Regions from separate parts of the Zea mays genome. Here region 2 is linked to region 1. The links are chromatin contacts, called in public Hi-C maps. All regions are on one chromosome and are shown on one strand. Each heading gives the region's core, a stretch centred on a gene start, on an enhancer-like site or on the middle of the called end of the contact. The rest is flanking DNA. Distances are from core to core; before and after follow the strand shown. Region 1 holds the start of LOC100285819. Region 2 holds the start of LOC100279452 (Zinc-finger homeodomain protein 8).

Region 1 (2,802 bases), core at 226-2,725:
TGTGCCGCATGTGAAGTACATCGATCCAAAACGGGTGACACATATGTTTCGTTTTGTAATACTATGATATATTTGCAATAGAATTTTCATTCCATGTATCATAATAAACTTTAATTTCATGCTATAGTTATCATGAAACTAATATTTCATTTTTCATAGTATATAATTCGAGTAATAATTAACTAATGCGACATTTTAATCTAATTAACAACATTATCTTAACAAACTCGATACTAAATGACCTACTAATGGCGACAAAACCTTATTTCCAATGGTTTTAACAATTAATGTTGAAAATTAGACCTTTAAACATTCTATTCATATGTCGGCAGACGGAAATAAGCTTATTAAATTCTCTAATCACTTATGGCCATCAGAAATAACAACACTTAATCATGAAAAAGATGGTGAGTTGGTCCAATACCAACAATCAAAATTAGTCAATGCTAAATTTAACAAGTGAACATGCTTGAGATTGAGGAAGGCAAGGTGGACGAGCTCGATGGTCGGTTAAGGTGTGCGAGCAGCGCGGTGGGCAATTGAAAATAAACGTATGTTCTAATAACAACCAGAAATTGATTTAGCTGTCAGAAACTGATACATTTCCTATAGCTCACTTCAATGAGTAGCGCCTACGTAGTGTATGGCAACAAAAAGTATCTCCAAGTTATTAGGACTCCATCATCATATTGTGTATAAAAAAGGGTTCGACAAATTTTTGGCATTCGAAATCTTTGGGCCCTTCCATATGGTTGATTCAGTGGGTGTTGTCGCCTCGTTCCATCTGATCTTCCATGTGTCTCAACTAAAACAAGTAGTGCTAATCAAATATTAGGCATCTGATTAGTTACCCGCATCGTCTTATCCTAAGTCAATGCGCGTATTGACTTTATCTAAACGCATGTATAGTTGCATGTATCTGAAAGACAAGTACTACATGAGCAGATGCAAAATAAGTTATATTAAGCCTATGTAGCCGTATCCGCTCTTACACCTGTATTTGACCGGCCAGTCCCGCACGAGCGTGGCTTCCAGTCAGGCGCTATGTTGCTCATCTTCGTGAAGCACCGGATTGACTTTAGGTACCTGAACGTGTACTCCAACGCATGTTCAAGAAAGATTAGTTTGTGGTGGCCATTTCGCATTATGTTGCTCATTCTCAGATTCCCTTCAGGCCCTGTTCATTTTGTGCTAATCTATAGAGATTGGAAGGAATTAAATCCCCTACAAATCAAAATTCTCTCTAATCCCTTCCAATCCTCTTAATTCCTATGGTTTTGGGATCAAACGAACATGGCCTCATCTGCTTAATTCCTATGGTTTTGGGATCAAACAAACATAACGATGAACATGTAGTTCCATGAGGACTTTCGCACTCCAGTGAACGAACTAGTCAGCAACTCAGCAAAGCTCGACCCATGCTGGCCTTTTCATTTCCGGGCCAATCCAAAGGCCGAAGCCGTCCTGGATCAATCAACCAAAACCCTAGAAGGCCCACGGCCACCGTGGCACCGTGCCGCCTCCCCAACCTCAGCGACTCCGGCGGTGGTCGAGTCGAGCCCGCTAGAAATCTTTCTGCTTCGGTTCTCTGCTTGCAGCGGTAAGATATTACTCCAGCGAGGCTCCATAACCCTAGTGTGCTAGAGATATTGCTTTCAGGTTGCAGCTTATATCAGTCCCTTGCAAGGTATAGGCGTTAATCGCTTATGCTGTACTTTCGTGGATGATGCACAACCTTACCTCTGTCTAAAAATTGTGGTATTGGTACATGATGTGCTATTGGGCTACAAATAGTCTCCGGTGCACTGTATTCCGTATGTCCATTCCATTAGAGGGAGGACCGGCTGATTTGTATGTTGGTTTGAAAGGATTGAATTGTTTAATGGAGCGTCTATTCAATTTGTGAGGTCATAAAATTTCTTTCGTAAGTTGTTCAGTACAGCCAACCGGCTGTGTAAGTGTATTGAGTGTTTAGGTCCTCAGTTGGGAAAATGCTTAAACATTTTTTGTCAAAGATTCTTGGTGCCACAAACATCCTTTTGAGCTTTTACAGATATTTACCAGGTGCTGATGCTTAGTTGCATTGTTCCGTGTATCTGCATTTGAATCCTCCTAACTTTTCAACCTGAAACTGAATTGAATTCCGCAGTAAGTTCACTAGGCTTGTTGTTTGCCTTTCTTATCAAAATAGATCTAATAAGTTAGCTAACCCATTGATATCGTTAAATAGCTCCCTGGTGCATGTTTGTGTTTTCTTTTATCATGAACTTTTATTTCCCCTGCTCCTTTTATCACAAGAGGGCATATAAATTGACCAAATCACGCTAAATCTTTTCTTCACTTTGGTCAAAGGCTGATCTCAATGAAAGAAAAGATATACGAAGTTGAACGGTGATCTATGAGCACAGTGCTACAGCTCACTGATAATCTGATTGATCGTGTGAGCCGTCGTGTACTATGCTAATCTGTCCAGGATTCTGTCTTTTATCAGTTGTCTACTTTACTATTGGTTACAGGATGCCTAGGTGGCTAGGGCCTTTCTGCATATTTTTGCATCTTGCAATATGCAAGGTACTTCCCATTATATTTCGTATCATTAGATTTGAATATTTATTTTGTCTATTAATATTTGCCAGATGATGGACAGCTCTTTGCAAGTCTAGATGTGTGACCTAGTACCTAAGAAAGATTAATGCATTGTGGCCTTGTACCCCCCACTCAAGTTAGGACCAGCCACAGGTCATAGCATTTTGTGCCGGCCTTCGAGGCCTTAATGTTTCTGGTATGTTTTGGTCCTGGCTC
Region 2 (2,700 bases), core at 121-2,620, 250 kb after region 1:
AAGAAGTCTAAAGAAAAAAAAAACGAGTGATCACTGAAATTAAGCTACATGTTTCTCTCTCTCCGCTCTCCCTTCCCTTCCCCCCTCCTCTCTTCTCCCTTCTCTAGTTCAAGCGGAGTGCGGCGACGAAGCTCCGTTGGCGTTGTCCGTGGTGTAGTCGGTGGCGACGGTGGGCGCCGACGAGGCGGCGCCGTTGATGTTGAAGCCGGTGGCGGCCGTCGGGGACGAGGTGAGGACGGGAGGGGGAGGGGTGATCCTGGACGGGTGGAATGACGGTGCTGCAGCAGCGCCGGCGCCGGCGGCTGGGGTTTGGAGCGACGCGGCGGCGGGGGCGGGGGCGGGCGAGGAGGCGCTGCGGCGGGCGCTGTGCCCGCCCAGGAAGTTGTGCTTGTTGTTGTGCATCCAGACCTTGAAGACGCCCTTGCCGACGCCGATGTCGCGGCACCACTCGTCGACGATGGCCTCGTCGCGCTTCTGCAGCCGCCACCCGAGCCGCTCCGACAGCTCCTGCATCCGCTGCTTCTGCTCGGCGGTGAACTTGGTGCGGAACCGCTTCCTGGGCATGGGCATCGCGCCCCCGGCGTGGGGCGGCGCGCTGGACGGCGTCAGCTGGGTCGGGGCCAGCCTCTGCGCCGGGGATACCGCCACCGCGGGCCCGGGCACGCCGGAACCTAGCGAGAGCACCATGTGCGGCGCCGTCGGGAAGTAGGACGGTGGCGGGGGCTGCTGCGCCACCGGCGCCGGCAGCAGGTGGTGCGGCGGCGGCGGCGGGGACACCGACCGCTCCTCGTCGTACTCCGAGCCTTCCGAGTCGGAATCGGAGTCGTCGGCGTCGACGACCCCCGGGTGGCGGTCCTCGGGCGTCTCCTCCCGGGCGCGGTGCGGCTGGCCGTGCATCACGCTCGGCGGAGGCGGGAGCGCCAGCGGCGCGGGCGCGGGCGGCGGAGGGGAACCCTCCAGCGTCCGGCGGTGGAAGTTGCGGTGGCACCCGCACGCCGCGCACTTGAGCGACGTCGGGTCGGCGGGGTTGGCCCCCGGCGAGGGCATGAACTCGCCGCAACCGTCGACGGCGTGCCCGCCCAGGCTCGCGGCGTGGTTCTTGAGGCACTCCCGGTACAGCGGCTCCCCGGCCAGCGCCACGGCCGCCGCCGGCTTCGGCTTCTTGAGGCCGGCGCCGTTGGGGAACATGACGGGCTTGTACTTGACGTCCATGGCTTCCATGCGGCGCCCCCACGCCCACTGGGGAGAGACGGGAGAGAGATTACCTCTAGCTCCTAACCCTGGGCTTTTAGCATGGGACGACGGGTCAAGGGAGGTGAAGAGAGCGCGAGGGTGAGGAGATAAGAATAAAAAGGGCAGCAGGAAGGCTAGTCACTAGTGTGTGTGAGAGATCCACAAGGAGGAAGGGGACGAGCTCATTTAATTTTTACTTAGCGAGCCAGAAAAAAAAACAATTTCTTTGGACGATACTCTATCGTATAGAGATAGATCAGTGACGACATGGGCTCGAATCCGTTGGAATATTGCTGTGGTGGCCGGGCAAAGGGTGCATGTAGACCACTGGATCGAGGATCAATGGCACCGGCGCATCTAAAGAAAAATGTGACATTTTTCTTTCTCTCCTTTGGGGGAGGTGTTGGTTGGACCCGGGATGTGTGAACTGTAGCCGTAACGACGTCACGGTATGGCATCTGTAAGCCGTTGTTATACAGTTGGCATCAACTATAGGGAAATTGAATACCATCTCACAACTACAAGAATTTAATGAAATGCTACCGGTTAGCTTAGAGATAGATACATAGATGCTGCTGACAATATACAGCTTGGATTGTCCAGACGGTTTTCCCTCCTTTACAACAGAGTACAGACCCAGACAGCCAGGAGTCAGCGCAAGTGTGGTCATAGATTCAAACCACGACGCATGTCTGTTTTCTTTTTTGTTTGACCATACGAAATATCCATCACATGTAACACCGCCTCACAATCTTCTCGTCATTTCCACTACAACACCTTTATTTAGGCATTTTATATCTACGTTAATCAAATTGAGCATGATTTTTTAAAAAAAAATTGGTCCCCCTTAAAGTTGTTGTCAAGCTCTGCCAATTTGTGTGGCATGGTTATCTTTTGGAATGTTCATACACGCACGTGCTCCCTCTGTTTAGGATTATAGTTCACTCTAACTTCGTGCTAAATCAAGTTTCTTCGTATCGACCAAATCTATATAAAAAAAGGATGCATCGACATCAAGAGCATCAAATAAGTTCTCTATGAAAATATTTTTATTACATAGCTATTTTAGTTCACGGATGTCAATATATTTTTTAAGAGCTCGGCCAAAACTAGAAAGGTTTGGTTTCGTGCAGAACTAGAGTAAAATGTAATTTGGAACAGGGCGAGTTACTTTCATCATCTACTGAGGGAGCTATAGCAACGCGATTACAAGGATTAAATGAAACACGCTGTTTCTTTGGAGAGAGAAAAAAAATGTGGATAATGATAGCATACACTACGTTTGAACTACAGTTGATAATTGTTTCCATATATATGTGTGTGGCTACGAATCAGAGTTTTCGTTATCACCTGACCGGGTGAAATTGAACCACAGTTCTTTGCATTTGTTTGACTGCTGATTCAAGGAGTCGTCATTTTCATGCGAAAAGGCTGTGTGTGAATTTATGGACCATTATTATGTCTTTG

What was found. Hi-C and Micro-C count contacts between places; a contact is called where the count stands out from the background.
Region 2: a contact with region 1 is called in a Hi-C map of tassel, with 2.5 times the contacts expected there. The contact joins the promoter of LOC100279452 here to the promoter of LOC100285819 in region 1. A contact is called at or near these places in 2 of 25 Hi-C or Micro-C datasets (ear and tassel).

Annotation. Positions count from the first base shown.
Region 1 is chr7:117,270,044-117,272,845 of Zm-B73-REFERENCE-NAM-5.0, forward strand. LOC100285819 reads left to right here and starts at 1,476. Exons shown (of 5, transcript NM_001158709.2): 1 at 1,476-1,600; 2 at 2,637-2,782.
Region 2 is chr7:117,519,391-117,522,090 of Zm-B73-REFERENCE-NAM-5.0, forward strand. It overlaps LOC100279452 (Zinc-finger homeodomain protein 8), which reads right to left and starts at 1,371. Exons shown (of 1, transcript NM_001152457.2): 1 at 1-1,371. The coding sequence starts at 1,221. The coding sequence ends at 109.